Regions from separate parts of the Hordeum vulgare genome. Here regions 1 and 3 are each linked to region 2. Evidence: chromatin contacts called from public Hi-C data. All regions are on one chromosome and are shown on one strand. The core of a region is the stretch at or near the end of the contact, and the rest is flanking DNA. Distances in the headings are between cores, read along the strand shown. Region 1 holds the start of LOC123426382 (tobamovirus multiplication protein 1). Region 2 holds the start of LOC123426378 (aspartate carbamoyltransferase, chloroplastic). Region 3 holds the start of LOC123426377 (glutamate receptor 3.4-like).

What was found. Hi-C and Micro-C count contacts between places; a contact is called where the count stands out from the background.
Region 1: a contact with region 2 is called in a Hi-C map of leaf, with 3 times the contacts expected there. The contact joins the promoter of LOC123426382 here to the promoter of LOC123426378 in region 2. A contact is called at or near these places in 2 of 6 Hi-C or Micro-C datasets (leaf and seedling).
Region 3: a Hi-C map of leaf shows a contact between it and region 2, with 5 times the contacts expected there. The contact joins the promoter of LOC123426377 here to the promoter of LOC123426378 in region 2. A contact is called at or near these places in 3 of 6 Hi-C or Micro-C datasets (leaf and seedling) and 1 of 1 datasets of contacts at active chromatin or transcription factors (embryo).

What each region holds. Positions count from the first base shown.
Region 1 is chr2H:387,202,940-387,207,685 of MorexV3_pseudomolecules_assembly, reverse strand. LOC123426382 (tobamovirus multiplication protein 1) reads right to left here and starts at 1,967. Exons shown (of 10, transcript XM_045110203.1): 1 at 1,660-1,967; 2 at 1,360-1,450; 3 at 1,142-1,194; 4 at 963-1,055; 5 at 786-857; 6 at 567-685; 7 at 424-487. The coding sequence starts at 1,839.
Region 2 is chr2H:386,778,382-386,782,821 of MorexV3_pseudomolecules_assembly, reverse strand. It overlaps LOC123426378 (aspartate carbamoyltransferase, chloroplastic), which reads right to left and starts at 2,888. Exons shown (of 5, transcript XM_045110198.1): 1 at 2,383-2,888. The coding sequence starts at 2,881.
Region 3 is chr2H:386,517,663-386,522,345 of MorexV3_pseudomolecules_assembly, reverse strand. It overlaps LOC123426377 (glutamate receptor 3.4-like), which reads left to right and starts at 3,399. Exons shown (of 4, transcript XM_045110197.1): 1 at 3,399-4,102. The coding sequence starts at 3,856.

The DNA.
Region 1 (4,746 bases), core at 718-3,217, 430 kb before region 2:
TAACAATACTATTAAAAAAATACTCCCTCCGATCCAAAATAAGTGTCGTGGTTTTAGTTCAAATTCAGCATATTTTGTAAGACATACTAAAACCACGACACTTATTATGGATCGGTGGGAGTACTAAATTCAGTATGTTTCGTAAGACATACTAATAAACATATTAAGGCAATGAGAAGATGACCCAACAATTTTGCCAGTCACAAATTCCGAGCACCGAGTTACAGACAATGCAAAAGATTTCATGTTCAATGTGTGACAATTACCAGAATTTCACGTTAAAAGTAATCATTGTCATGGCAAAGCTATATGAAATGATAGATCCTAACAGAATATGTCGGTAGTTTGTTCTTGACAACATGCTATACATATCCACCTGAACAGAAAATGTGTACAAATCCATTTATTGAAGGGTCTAATCACCTCATAAAGCTTCTTTTTTCGCCCCTTTGATTCAATGGGGAAACGTCTCAGCAAGACAAACAGCCTACAGAAAAGAAAGAGCACAGCTTTCAGATACAGCGCACACACAGCAATACAATACAAAGAAAAAGCATTGGACTTGCCTCCCACCATATACTGCGAAACCAAGAAGGGCCACAGCGGAGACAGATACGATGAAGATTTTGCTGACCAGCTCAACCAACGGATTGTCGTTTATTCCAAGGTACACCCAAATACAGACCTGTCCAGATCTCCGATCGGACATAGCAACCATGAGCATGGCTCTCTCTTATAGGAAGCAGTAAAGTGGTATGACCGCGGGATGATGAGAAATAACACACCTGAATTGCATATACGATACTATTAACGGCTACGTATATAATCCTTAACTTATCGGTTGGGAGACTCCTAGCCTGCAAAGCTCAGAAGAAAAAGCCACGCATAAGTCCTTGAATAAGTACAGCTAAATGATAAGAAAATGAAGAGTATATATATATAACAAGATTCATAGGAAATACCTGATGGTATATTTCTGCCCAGAAAAGAACAAGTAAGGTGTAGGCCGAGAAGAACAGTAAGCCGGGGAGGTCTAGTAACACCAACTTATAAACCTGGCCAAGCCAATTATTAATTAGCAAAATAAGGTCTCGACGCCAGTGCTAAAGCAAAGTGGTAGTGCACAGATTGGGTCTCTTACTTTTGTTTGGAGGAGGAAGACATAGGCATGGAATCCGAATACAACGGCACGAACTGCGGCAAGTAGTTTTTGGGTAGGTTAGCACACGCGTGACACATGCGGGGGGCAGTTGCAAATGAAGGGTGGGATCAAAAGAAGGAATCAGGATTGGGGGATCCCACATTTAATTAACATTGATTACATTGCCCCCATTTCCGGCAACATTTATTTTACATTACCCCCATTGACGACGAAGTTCATGAGGTGGAACACCTTCTGCGTGGTCCAGCCGAACTCGGGCACTCTGCGCTGGATCCTGACCAGCTGAATCTGCAGGCGGACAGCATAGAACGGCTCAGAATCGAACTCGGCGGCAGCATCCCCTCGATGCGTTGTGAGATTGATTGACGGAGGAAAGATCCAATTTCAATCGGCAGCTCGGTGCGGATCAATAATGAGCCGAAGCACGCATTGGGGTCGGAGGGGGGACGAATCAAGGTAGCATTTCCCGTCGAGGTGAGGCGAGGGGATGGACTGACCAGCGCAACGGCGGAGACGAGGGCGTAGGCGGCGGTGAGGGAGAAGAAGGCGCCGTCCTGCCACGCCGGCGACTCGTTGACGTCTTCCCACCATCCCCGGAGCACCGCGTTGGCCGCGGCGACGAGGACCGCGGTGGGGGAGGAGGAGGAGGAGGAGGAGGAGGAGACCAGCTCCCTCATCTTTCCCTCAGCTTGACGCTCTTGGCGTTCTCACACTTTCTGTGGGCGTGGGGGGGAGACGGAGAGAGAGAGAGGAGAAGCACAAAAGAAATTGGAGAGAGGGAGGGAAGAACGTGGGTCCGCATGACAGCGTTCGGGGTCAGGATTGGTATATTTTATGTGTTGGGCGGTGGTGGGGCCGTCGGATTTTGGGCGTGTGCGTTTATCGGGTGTGATGTGGGGCCAGGTGAACAGTGACACGGGAGCCTTTGCCGTTAGCCCATTGCCGGGTTAGCTAGAGAGGACAGGTGGGCTCCACGTGGCGACTTGGAGCACCAGCTACTTCCCTTCCCAGCGGGGCCCCCCGTCAGTGGAACGGACATTATTAAGTCATGGGCTGCTGCTCTTGACCGTGACGTTGATGACGAGGATGGGTGAGGAATTGCGCAACTGGATTGGGGATATGAGCTGTGAATATGTGATGATGTAATGATGTCTCGGGCTGAAAGGGAATGGATAAGTAAAAGTTTTGTACACTCTTGTCTAGCTGACCTTGGTTAGTGGCATATGAACTAAGAGCAAGTCCAACGGCCGATACAAACGGACGTTGATTTTGTCCGCTTTTTGTTTATTTGGGTCGGCCACGCGGAGACGAACGTCCGCTTTCGCAAATGGGTCGACGCATGCGTCCAACGCTGGTTGGATCCATTTTTACCGTCGTGCGAAAAAAACACATAAGTGCATAATTAAACATTAAAAGCCGGCCACGAAGGCCGGTGAGAGTCCACGCGTCCGCATTACTTTAGTTAAACATAAAAATAACCTAAAACTACCAGGGCAGCCCTAGGCGGCGGCGTCATCGTCATCGGGGCCGGTGAGGTCGACCACCGTAGGCGCAGGGCCGGCCTAGGGGAACGCCGAGTTCCAGAGCGCTGCTGCCTGCGCCTCCGTCGTATGTCCCGTCGGCGCGGGCTGTGCTGGTGACGGTGGCAGCGCAGCAGCACGGGCACGCTTCTCCGCCTCCGCCTCCCGTCGTTCCTCCTCCGCCTCCTTCTCCACCTCCATTAGCCGAAGGCCTTCGGCGCTCTCCGCCCGTAGGTGATGCGCCCTCCAGTGCTCGAGGTACGCTTGCTCCTGCAGCGGTGTGTCGCCCAACCAGATGGGCGGCGGAGTGACGAACTCCTCGACAACGCCAGTCCACTCGTAGACTTCCCGCGGCTCCGTGGTCTCGGGCTTCGGCGGAGGTGGCACGACGCAGTCGCCGGCGGCCGACAGCGCGATGGCCTCCGCAAGCTGCTGCTAGCACGCTGCCTCCTCGTCGGGCCTGTGCCGCGCTTCCTCCTCGCTGTTTGCGGAGAACAGCAGTGAGCGCCGCCTGATAGGCGGCCTCTGCCTCGTGGTCCTCATCGCTGACGACAGGCGGGGGCGGCGGAGGGCCTCCTGGCTGCACTTCGCACATGCCACGACGGAGCTGCTCCTCGTGCTCCATCGCGAACCACACCTCCCAGTTAGGGGAGTCGGCCGCGTACGTAGGGTCTCGCCGCTGCTCCGCCGTCAGCAGACGTCGACGGCGGCTCACCTCCTCCGCATACACCCGCGCCGACGGCGGCACGGCCGACACTGCGGCACGGCATGACCACACCCGTGCGGCAGCGTGACATCGGGGTAAGGGAGTGGCACACGGTGGTCCCGGTGCCACCGCGCTTGGTGCACTGGGATGCTCACGCGCTGGCGAGGCCGGTGGGAAGACGCCGGCGGGGAGATTGCGCGGGGGTAGAGCGGGGTCTTGCCCTTGTTCGGGAAGCCGCCGGCCATGGTGCTAGGGTTTTGGTCGCCGAGGAGGTGGCTGGATGTGGACGAGCGCGGTTCTGGAAGCAGATGGCGGAACCCACCGCACGCTCGGATTTAAAAAGGCCGGTCGCGGTCGCTGACGCGTGGGCCCGAGGATAGCGGTCGTCATAAATAATGTTGACCGTGGTGGTTTGGGGATGACACCGAGGGGTCCGCTTCGAGTCCGCGCCGACGCATTTCAGTCCCAAATTTTAGCCGAAAATGGGTAGGCGCGGACGCGTTTTGGCAATGGGTCGACGCGTTGGGCCATCATTTTTGTCCGTGCCGACCCAAACGGACGGCAGCGGACGAAATGGGTCGCCCCATTGGAGTTGCTCTAAGTATTTGAGATAATAGCATTCCAAGTCCTGGAATTTGTTGAGATGTGATGATTTTGTCTTACAACTTTCAAAATAACCTTAGAGCATCTCTAGCAGACCTCATATAAAGCCAACTAGCAAAAGTCGTTTACGGTTTGCGAAAAAGGGTTTTGTAGGCCTGCACGGGTGCGAATAGAGTCAGACCCCTCAAAACGGACGCGTAAAAAAGGATATTGGCAGAAGATGCTTTTTTATGGATCGGCAATGCGGGGTCTGCTCGGGCACCACCGCGTCGACCCGCAAACCGAAGACCCCGTAAATCGGAATTACTAATGTGCAATATAAGTAAAATGTCAATATTACAATACAATAATCATCCAAAGTACAATAATTATTCAAATCATCATACCAAACTAAATAATTTGATACAAAACTTGTCCCGTATACGAATCACATATAAATGAAATAAAAATGAATGGAAAAATGGAATGTTTACTGCCGGCCCTTTGCCAATGATGCTTAATGAGATCCTTCTGAAGTTGACAGTGGGTGTTTGCATTTTCAATCTCCTTATAGGTCTGAAGAAAAGCTCTAATTCGGTTAGGGTCTCTAGCTCGTTTGACACGGCTACCCACATTATTATAGAATAACTCCAAGTTCATGCCTCTTTCATCTTTGAAAATCACATTGTGAAGAATAACACAGCATGTCATGATGTTTTTCAAGGATCGCTTGTCCCAAGACCGAGCAGGACCTCGAACAATGGCAAACGTAGATT
Region 2 (4,440 bases), core at 1,639-4,138:
CTTCCTCTGCTTGAGCCAGGAGAGCCTATTTCTCCTAGGCTGCTTGCACTCCTTGGCCCAGCCATGACGCCTACAATTGTGCCATGTGTCGTCGCGCAGGACATCCCTGGGTGCCATGTGATCATGACCGCCTTCTCCAGCCTTCTTCCGTTGTGGTTGTCATCGTCGTTGTACACTGTTGTGTGATCATGACCGCCTTCTCCACCCTTCTTCTGTTGTGGTCACCATCGTCGTTGTACACTGCCACGCACAGGCCTGGAGTAGCTACACTCCCGTGGCACACTTTCATCTTCTTCAGCCACTGCTGCTCAATGAGAAGAAGCCTGACATGTTCAAGTGGAGGCTCCTACGACCGTCTCGGTGAGAAGAAGCCTGACATGTTCACGTGGAGGCTCCTACGACTCAAGACGGTTCTACGCCGCCTTCAACAAACCAGTGACCTCTTCGAACAACAACTCAAAGGTGTCAAGGAGGGTCTTGATCGAAAGAGCAAGCTAGGAGAACTTAAGCAACACAACTCACAAGAATTTCAGGATGACTTGAGATTCGTCTACCGGTTCTACGAGAGTGGCGAGGCTTGTGACGAGGTTGGTGAGGCGTAGCGCAAAGTCGGAGACGTACTTCCCGTCATGGAATGAGATCGTCTCAAATTCCTTCCTCGACCGTTGCGCCCTGCCCTTCCGCACGCGATCTGTGCCAACGCGCATGGCTCGGACTGCCTCCCAAGCCTCGTGTGCGCTCCGCTTGACAGCCAGGTTGGCCATCATCTCTGGCGATACCACGTGCAAGATGGCCTCTAGCGCCATTTGACCTTCTTACAAGTAGTAAGCTCAAAGCTCGATAGCCTCCCGGAGGCCCTGAGCCTGCAGCATCACCTTCATGAGAAGGCTCCATTCGGCATAGTTCGTCCACGTAAAAGTTCTTCAAGACACGGTCAACGACAACCTCGCGCCTACCAGCATCACGGTCGACTTGCTGGCGGTGAAGGGGAATGGCACCGTGGCTAGGGAGTTGGACTACGGGCAGGGCCCTGACCTAAAATTGACATCTCTCAGGATCCTCACCTTAACCAGCTCTGATGCCAATTGTTAGTAGCAACTAGCAAGAGCACAGGTAACTCTGATTTGGAACTCAGTTTGTGGGCTGCAATTGATGCAGCTGGCTAGGTTTCACCCCATTTTATAGTTGAAAGCAACTAGTACAGAACCACCTCCATGGCTTTCTTACAGCCTAAGACATCTTGACTTGACCCACTGACTTGTAGCCCAAGACACAGTCTTGACTCACTAGCTTACTACCTAAGGAAAATACTTGACTCACTGACTGGCTGCTCCAAGGATTACTATTAACATGGTGGTGGGTGACGACTGCGGCGGGCGACGCAGCGGCGGTCCGGCAGCGACATGTGGCGGCGGCGCAATGGTCGGCGGAGATTGGCAGCGGCCCGCTGACATGGCATGTATTGGAAAAGCTTTTGGGAACTTCCCCTCTACGTAGAGATGGGGTGTTTTTTTGGTTGAAATAGGGAATCTGTTGGAGCGTGTTTTTTGTGCCAACTTCCTCTATACGATGAATTTTTTGGCAAAGGGTAAGCTGCTTGAGATGCTACAAGAACCCAAAAAAATATCCAGGTATAATCTGGGAAACGTTATTTAAAAATTAATAACAATAGTTACTGTTGTAGGATTAATCAACTGTGTGGTCCCTACATCAAAACCAGCAGGAACTACACATCCATATCATCCAAGAAAAATGTATTCACAATGATTGAAGTAAACTAGTAAGGGTGGCCCTATCTTTTAACAATGGAATTGAATGGACGCATTTATATGAACATGGTAGCCAATCTATAGTTAAAATAGGATGCTCCCAACTATAGTTCATAGTGATCTATAAAAGCATGTAAGAATTTTCTAAATTGTTAAATAATTAAGGTTGAGAGCCAACTAGTTCCAGTAGCTGACTTTTCTTTGATGGCCTCACCAAACATGGCAGATAACCAATGTTTGTTTTAATTTAAGTGGTATACAGACTTGCCCAAAATTTTCTACTTCGCAGATCCAAGGAAGTGATGATGACCTCCCCAAATAATCTTCACAATGGTTCTAAGTAAATCCCAGGTCCTCAAAGATTCATAATTTGCTACAACTCGCAGTTAAGATCTCAATTGCAAAATCAAAACCGATGTTCTTCCATAACCCACAAAATTTGCATCTCCTCACCTACTGGCATCGCCCAAACACTACCCATCCTCATTCACTCCCTAAATAACTCCAATTAGAATTAAGATTTCAGCTTGTCCATTCCACGTAAAGGTCACCAGGCAGCGATTAGCACAAATGCTCAAGGCAAGGCCTGACAAGATACTTTCAGGCAACTCACCTTCTAGGGTCTCGCCCTTGGCAGCGGACGAGAACTCGCGGGCATTCTCGGTGGTGAGCACCTCCCCGCCGAGCCGGCGCATGGCGGCCTCGAAGGAGAGGCGCGTGCGGGTGGAGGGCTCGTAGAAGAGCGTGGCCATGAGGTACCCCTCAAGGACGCGGCTTCGGAACCCGTGGGAGCAGCGCTCCACGGCCTCCATCTCCCGCGCCACCTCAAAGATTTCATTAAGCACCTGCCGATCGAACTGCTGCGCCTCGATCACATCTCCGAGTTGCAGGGAAGCCCTGAGGGCCGACGGAGACAGCGAAGCTGAGGCGGCGACCGCGCGGCGGGGATAGTATGAGGAGGGCTTGAGCTGGGGACTCCTCGAAGGGGTGGGAAGGAGGGGATGAGGGAGGGTGACCCGGACGGCCGCCATGGGGAAGTGACCGGAGCTAGGGTTTAAGGTTTTGTTAGGAGTCGGGGGAGGTTTCCTATCCGGCCGGGTGGGTGTTTCCATACGTGGCCAAACGGGCAGGCTAAACAAGCCGGCCCATAAAGACGGCACGACACGGGCCCGGTCCGGCACGATTTAAACGGACCTTGCCAGGCACGGCACGACCCGTTTATTTTTTTAAATATTTTTAATATATATATACACATAATATATGGCCCAGTAGACCTAAAAACAAGCCCATGAGGCTGAAATTGTACAGCCCAGCGTGCTAATCGGGCCAACAGGTCGGCCCGTTTAGTAACCGGACCGTGTCTGGGCCTGAAGACGCAGCCCACGGGCTGCCACGGCACGGCCCGATTACTAAACGTGCCTCGGCGTGCCGTGCCGGACCAGGCACGTTTAGCACGGGCCGTGCCGGGCCGGGCCGGCCCGTTTGGCCAGGTATGGGTGTTTCGTCGGCTGACTTTTTCTTTTGGCAAAGCAAAGCTTTATAACTTAACGGTGCTTTGGCAAATCACCCAAAGCACAATCAGCCACAATGGCTGATACATCTGACTCTCATTCTACATAATAGTTTGGTTCATACAATCGACCTAAGCTAGCTAATAATTCATGCGTCACAGAGTTTGCATTACGACGACACGAGGAGATCTCAAATTTAAAGAACCAAAGCTTCAGCTACAGCTCCGTATCTTCGATGACCGCCACGTAGGACGAAGAGTCCAACTTGGTTAAATCAAGAGGCTCGTGTTGAATTCGTCTCAAAGACCATTCTTATTATCCCCATATCAGCAGCAAGAGAGACAGACTTCAGCAGCGAACGCATCTTCAACATACTCCTGGCGACAGGCCCAGCCACAAACAATTGAGCCGTCAGAGGACCTAGCCACCACCCCCAGCCAGCATGAGTCTCACCCGGAACCAAGGATCCATCAAGGTTGATTTTAATCCGGTCTTCCGCGGGTGGTCGCCATTGACACACGCTCGCCTTCTTCTGCGCCGGAGCGCAGACCTGCAAGTACTCAAGGACATTGCTCCTTGTGCGCCTCGCCATTTCAGTAGCAGCAACGGGAAGCTCCCCTTCCCTCAGTTTATTTATGTTGTTCCACCACTCGCTTTAGCTCATCCAATTGCTGCAGAAAGTCAAACATTGCATGCATGGAAGAGATATGCTCTGGCCCCTTTCTTTCTTTCTCCATAGCAAGTTCCCTCCACACTGCTTTCACTCACTTGCACTTGATGAAGAGGTGTGAGCCATCTTCATCCACACGCCCACAGAACAAACATTTTTGGTCTTCAACAGGGATTCCTCTCTTCTTCAGGTTTGTTCGCAAAGCCAACGACTCATGCTTCATCCTCCAAGCAAACATTTGGATTTTCCTAGGACAAGGCAGCTTCCATAGACGCTTCCACGAGTCATCAGTGCAGCTATTGAGATTTCCGGCCACTATTGTGCTGCGACCGACCTCCCCCTGCCCCTTTTGCTTCCCAACCTGAACGTGAAACTTGTACGCACTCTTGACCGAGTGCAGACCCTTCCTATCATACTGCCAGGCGATAAAGTCTTGCACCCCTTCTAGGATAGGGATTTGTAGAATATGACGTGCATCATCAGCCCAGAA
Region 3 (4,683 bases), core at 2,150-4,649, 260 kb after region 2:
AGAGGAGAGGCAGGGTAGTGGCTGACGACCGGGCCCCACTGGCAGGTCGCCGTCAACTCGTGTCCACGGTGATTCTGACGCTCACCTGTTGACCGCTATCACAATTAGACAAACATCCATCCTCTTCTACTATTATTACTCCACCCGTTGACCGCTATCCAGCATGCATCGCAAGGTATTAAGATCATAACAAATAGAATAATGTCTGAAGCATGATGACATAACTCATACATAGTAAGATCAATTCATATATTCGAACCCGTAATTTATCCTTAGTAGCAACAATAAAAATATGTGCCTTGCAACTCCCCCTGTAACAGAGTAAGGACACCACAATTCTGAACCTACTACTATGCACCACTGCCTCTAATGATCTAATCATTAACTTGGCAAAATAAAACACATAGATTGGAAATCATAAATAGCTATAAATCACACATAGTTGACCTGAAAAGACTCAATTAATTTCAATGAATAATCTGATCATAAACTCACAATTCATCGGATCCCACCAAACACACCACAAAAGTTACATCAAATAGGTATGTGAAGAGATCTTTGTATTTCAAATCATCAGAGAGAGAGAGAGAGAGAGAGAGAGAGAGAGAGTCATCTAGCTACTGCTATGGACCCGCGGATCCATTGGGAACTACTCACACATCATCATGGAGCAATAAGGTTGATGAAGACGGCCTCTGTGATGGACCCCCCCCATCCTTAGAGTACCAAAAAAGGCCTCCTGATGGGATCGCAGAAGATCACAGACTTGCAGCTGCGATAAAATTGTTACAGGACCTCCTTCAAGGGTTTCTGGATAGATGGGAATTTATAGTGCTAGAATTAGGTCTTACGAAGCCACAAGGGGGCCACAAAGCACCTAAGAATGCCCTAACCCCCAGGACCCACCCCTGCCTTGTCGCTCCCTTGTGCATCGTCTGGTCTCCTCCCAAAGCTTCCAGGGCCTTCTTTTGTCCAGAAAAAGTCGTCACGAAGTTTCATCGAGTTTGAACTTCGTTCGGTATGGATTTCCTCATAAATCAAAAACTTGTAGAATACAGGTACTGCCACTTGGCACTCAGTTAATAGATTAGTCCATAAAAACATTATAATTGGTTAGTCCATAAAACAATATAAATCATACTAGATTGATAGTACAATAGCATGAAATCAAAAATCATATACACGTTGGAGATGTATCAATGCTCATGTCATGAAGATAGTAACAGTGAAAGTTGCATGGCAATATATCTTTGAATTGTTATGGACATGCCATAATAGATAGATATGGTGACTATTTCGAGGAAGGATATATAAGGCTTATTCGTGAAATAGCGGCTCATTTCATGGGGTTTGGATACCCGACAAAGTTTACACCAAGTTTCAAAGTGAGAACGGACAATGCACGATACGGAAGAGGATAGCAAAATATGGATAGATGGAAGTGCTTATAGTCTAAAACTAGTACTAGTCATAAAGACCTCAAGTATTTATGTGGAAGCCTAGAAGCCCTCGAAGCAAAGGACTACTTGCATGCTCTAAGAAGGAAGGTTGGGAGGAGTTAACTATCGCGAGTCCCCAATCTAGACTACACAAATGATATGAATCAAGGATAAATTATACTCCAACTTCCTAGTCATGCCATACCGATACATTAATGAGTGGGAGATCACAATCCTTAACATCGATATTTTTACTAGACCAAGATTATCAATTAGTAAGCCTTCATATTATCATCTTAATATCGTTTATCAAACACAATATATTCAGTGATCCACATGCAAAATTTTATTATACCACCGTTGTATACCTATTATTTTTGGACCAAACATATTACTAATGCAAATTATCACTACATATTTAAGTCTCAAAAAGACATAAGTGAAGAAAGAAGTGCAATTGATTTCTATAAAATGTATGTATCGCCGTGCTCAAAGGGTATAAGTGAAGTACATAAGCGCTTGTGAGAAAAGATGTAAGTGAAGTATATGAGCATTTGTCTCAACTCAAAAGAGATAAGTGAAGTTCATTGAGCATTCTATAAATTGTGATGAATATGTGTCTCATAATTTGTGTGGTCAGAAAATAATGATCATGAAAACAAGCAAGCAAATAAAACAAAAATATACTATGCTCCAAGCAAACACATATCATATGATGAATAAAAATGTAGAAACATGTGATATAGTTTGATTTTTTAATTTCTTCATCCAAGAAATGACAGTTTGCAATTAGTTTTTTATTTGCAGGACGAGTTGTTAATTTGTACAGCTTATCCACAAAAAAATCCACTGGCATACTGCATGGCACCATGAGCTAATTTTTTAATTGTTTGTCTGTCACTTAATTTTCAAGCCGCTCCATTATGTTACCCAATATATTGAATGGTCTGTTAGAGTAAGCAATCTTTGTTGATGGAGAGAGTGAGACCGGGAGCCCTACAAAATAATCATGAGACTATTATATGTAGCGTCTGAATTTAATTTTGACAGGCATATCATATCCGACTGTAGAAAGAAATATCCCATGCATTCCTGTCTCTAGGTAGCACTCGTACCAACCAACCAGTACGTGCCTTCATTACCCATGTATCCACGCTTGCAGGTAGGCAGCTATTGATCCATTTGACTTGGCATTTCTTGTAGGAGTAATTAGAATCGGTGTATCATATCTGAGCTAGCATTAGTTTATCATGACTGATTAATAATTAAGTTCAGATTGACCAAGTTGATGATTGTCTGTGTACTGAACCTAGATAGAGCCTACCTAATCAAACAAGACAAGATGACAAGTCTGGCATATGTATTGTCAGTAGTTAATTGAATGAGTTGCATGAGTGCATCGAAACAGCAGTCATTGGTTAGCTAAAACAACCAGCTGCCTACACGATTTGAGCCATTGGGGGCAGCAGAAAGCACGTGCATCTTTCCCTATCTATGTACAGTATATGAGCATACCAGTAGTTCTTGTACTATGAGGCTACGAGCATAGTATTACTAGTATCTTGCTTGTGCATTCAACAAAGTGGTGTGGGCAGCTTTATTCTCCCAGGTGAAAGAAGAAGAAACACCCGAAAAGCCAAAGCGCTAATCACTAGCATCTGTTCCCTGATGAGAAAGATGGCCTGTTTGCTTCCATGCCAAGCCACAGCCACAGCGACAGTGGATGAGAATACGTTGCTGACCACCGCTCGACAAGTCGATACAGTTCTGTTAGTAGTAGGTACTGTTGTGAACTCAAGCAAAAAAACTGTGTTATTCGAAAGTAGTAAGTTAATTAGTTGGCCGCTGTGCTGTAACAGTTGCATGATGAAGATGTGCAGTGCAGGGGTGATGTGAAACCGTTTCCTGACCAGAATGCCTTTTGCCCAGGCCGCATCTTTGCTTGCTTGATCTGACGAGCATCCACGTTTTGCTCGAGACGATTACAAGAGTAGCAGAATGGTCAACAGTAGTGCCGGCCGACGTCTCCATCGGCATCTCTCTGTGTCGTCTCGGTCGATCTCTCCACCAGTACTTGTAAGCAGGGTACTACTCTACTAGTAATTGCACCAATCAATCAGGGCCGAGCGAGGCGCGATCTACTCCGTTCCGTCCCCGCTGCGCCTTCCACGCCACTGCTTTTTCCTCGCCGTCGAATCTCTTTCCTGCTCCTCACCGGTCAGGATCACGCCGTTTTTGTCACCTTGCTCCCCTCGATTCTCCCTGCTCCGCTCTTGTTCTGTTTCTTGGAGTTCTCCATCCTTCCGATCGTATGGCTAGCCGATGGGGTGGAGCTCCTGCCTTCCTGCGCTCATATATCTCGCGCTCTCAGGCGATAGCCGTACGCATATACTAGATCCTCGAGAGACGAGGCGAGATGGGCTCGGCTCTGCTCCGTGTCCTCTGCCTCTGCAGCCTTGTGGCGCTCGCCCGGCCGGCCAGGCCGGCCAACGTCTCCATCGGCGCCCTCTTCACCTTCGACTCCGTCATCGGGAGGTCCGCCAGGGCCGCCATCGACCTCGCCGTCGCCGACGTCAACCGCGACGCCGCCGTCCTCAGGGGGACGCACCTCAGCCTCGTCGCGCAGGACACCAAGTGCAGCGGCTTCGTCGGCACCATCCAAGGTCACTGCTCTCTTCTTCTTCTTCCTCTTCTTCTTCCAAAAAATATAATAAAAAATCCTCCTAATACCCCCAAATGTTTGCTGCGATCAGATTAGCAAATACGGAGTACTACAGTAGTCGTCATCACGAACTTTGATTCCACGATTAGATTTTTCGTGTTCTTTACATATTGATATCTTGGCCTGTATGCATCCACTTTCTTCTTCATTTGGTTTGGTTCTCTCTCTCTCTCCTCATTCAGTTGACTCTCGTGGAGGTGGAGGTGGAGCCTGCCTACTGCCTTGGATCTCTCCACATGAACTTTGCATGACGATTTTTTTTAAATAATAATGATAATCTGTTTTTTTTCCTTGGCAACGGATTAGTCAGAGACTACCCCGTCCCGTGCTCTCGCCGTTGCATTTTGTAGCTATTGTCCTGTGCTAATCGACCGGCCGGTATTGATATTGGATCAAAAGAACGTTTCACCTTTTTCTTCGTATAAATGAACAAATGACTAGTACGTACTCCCTCGATCGGTAACAAAAATTACTCCTTTACGGAGGGAGTTATCGCAGTTGACACTGATGTAAGTACGTGTT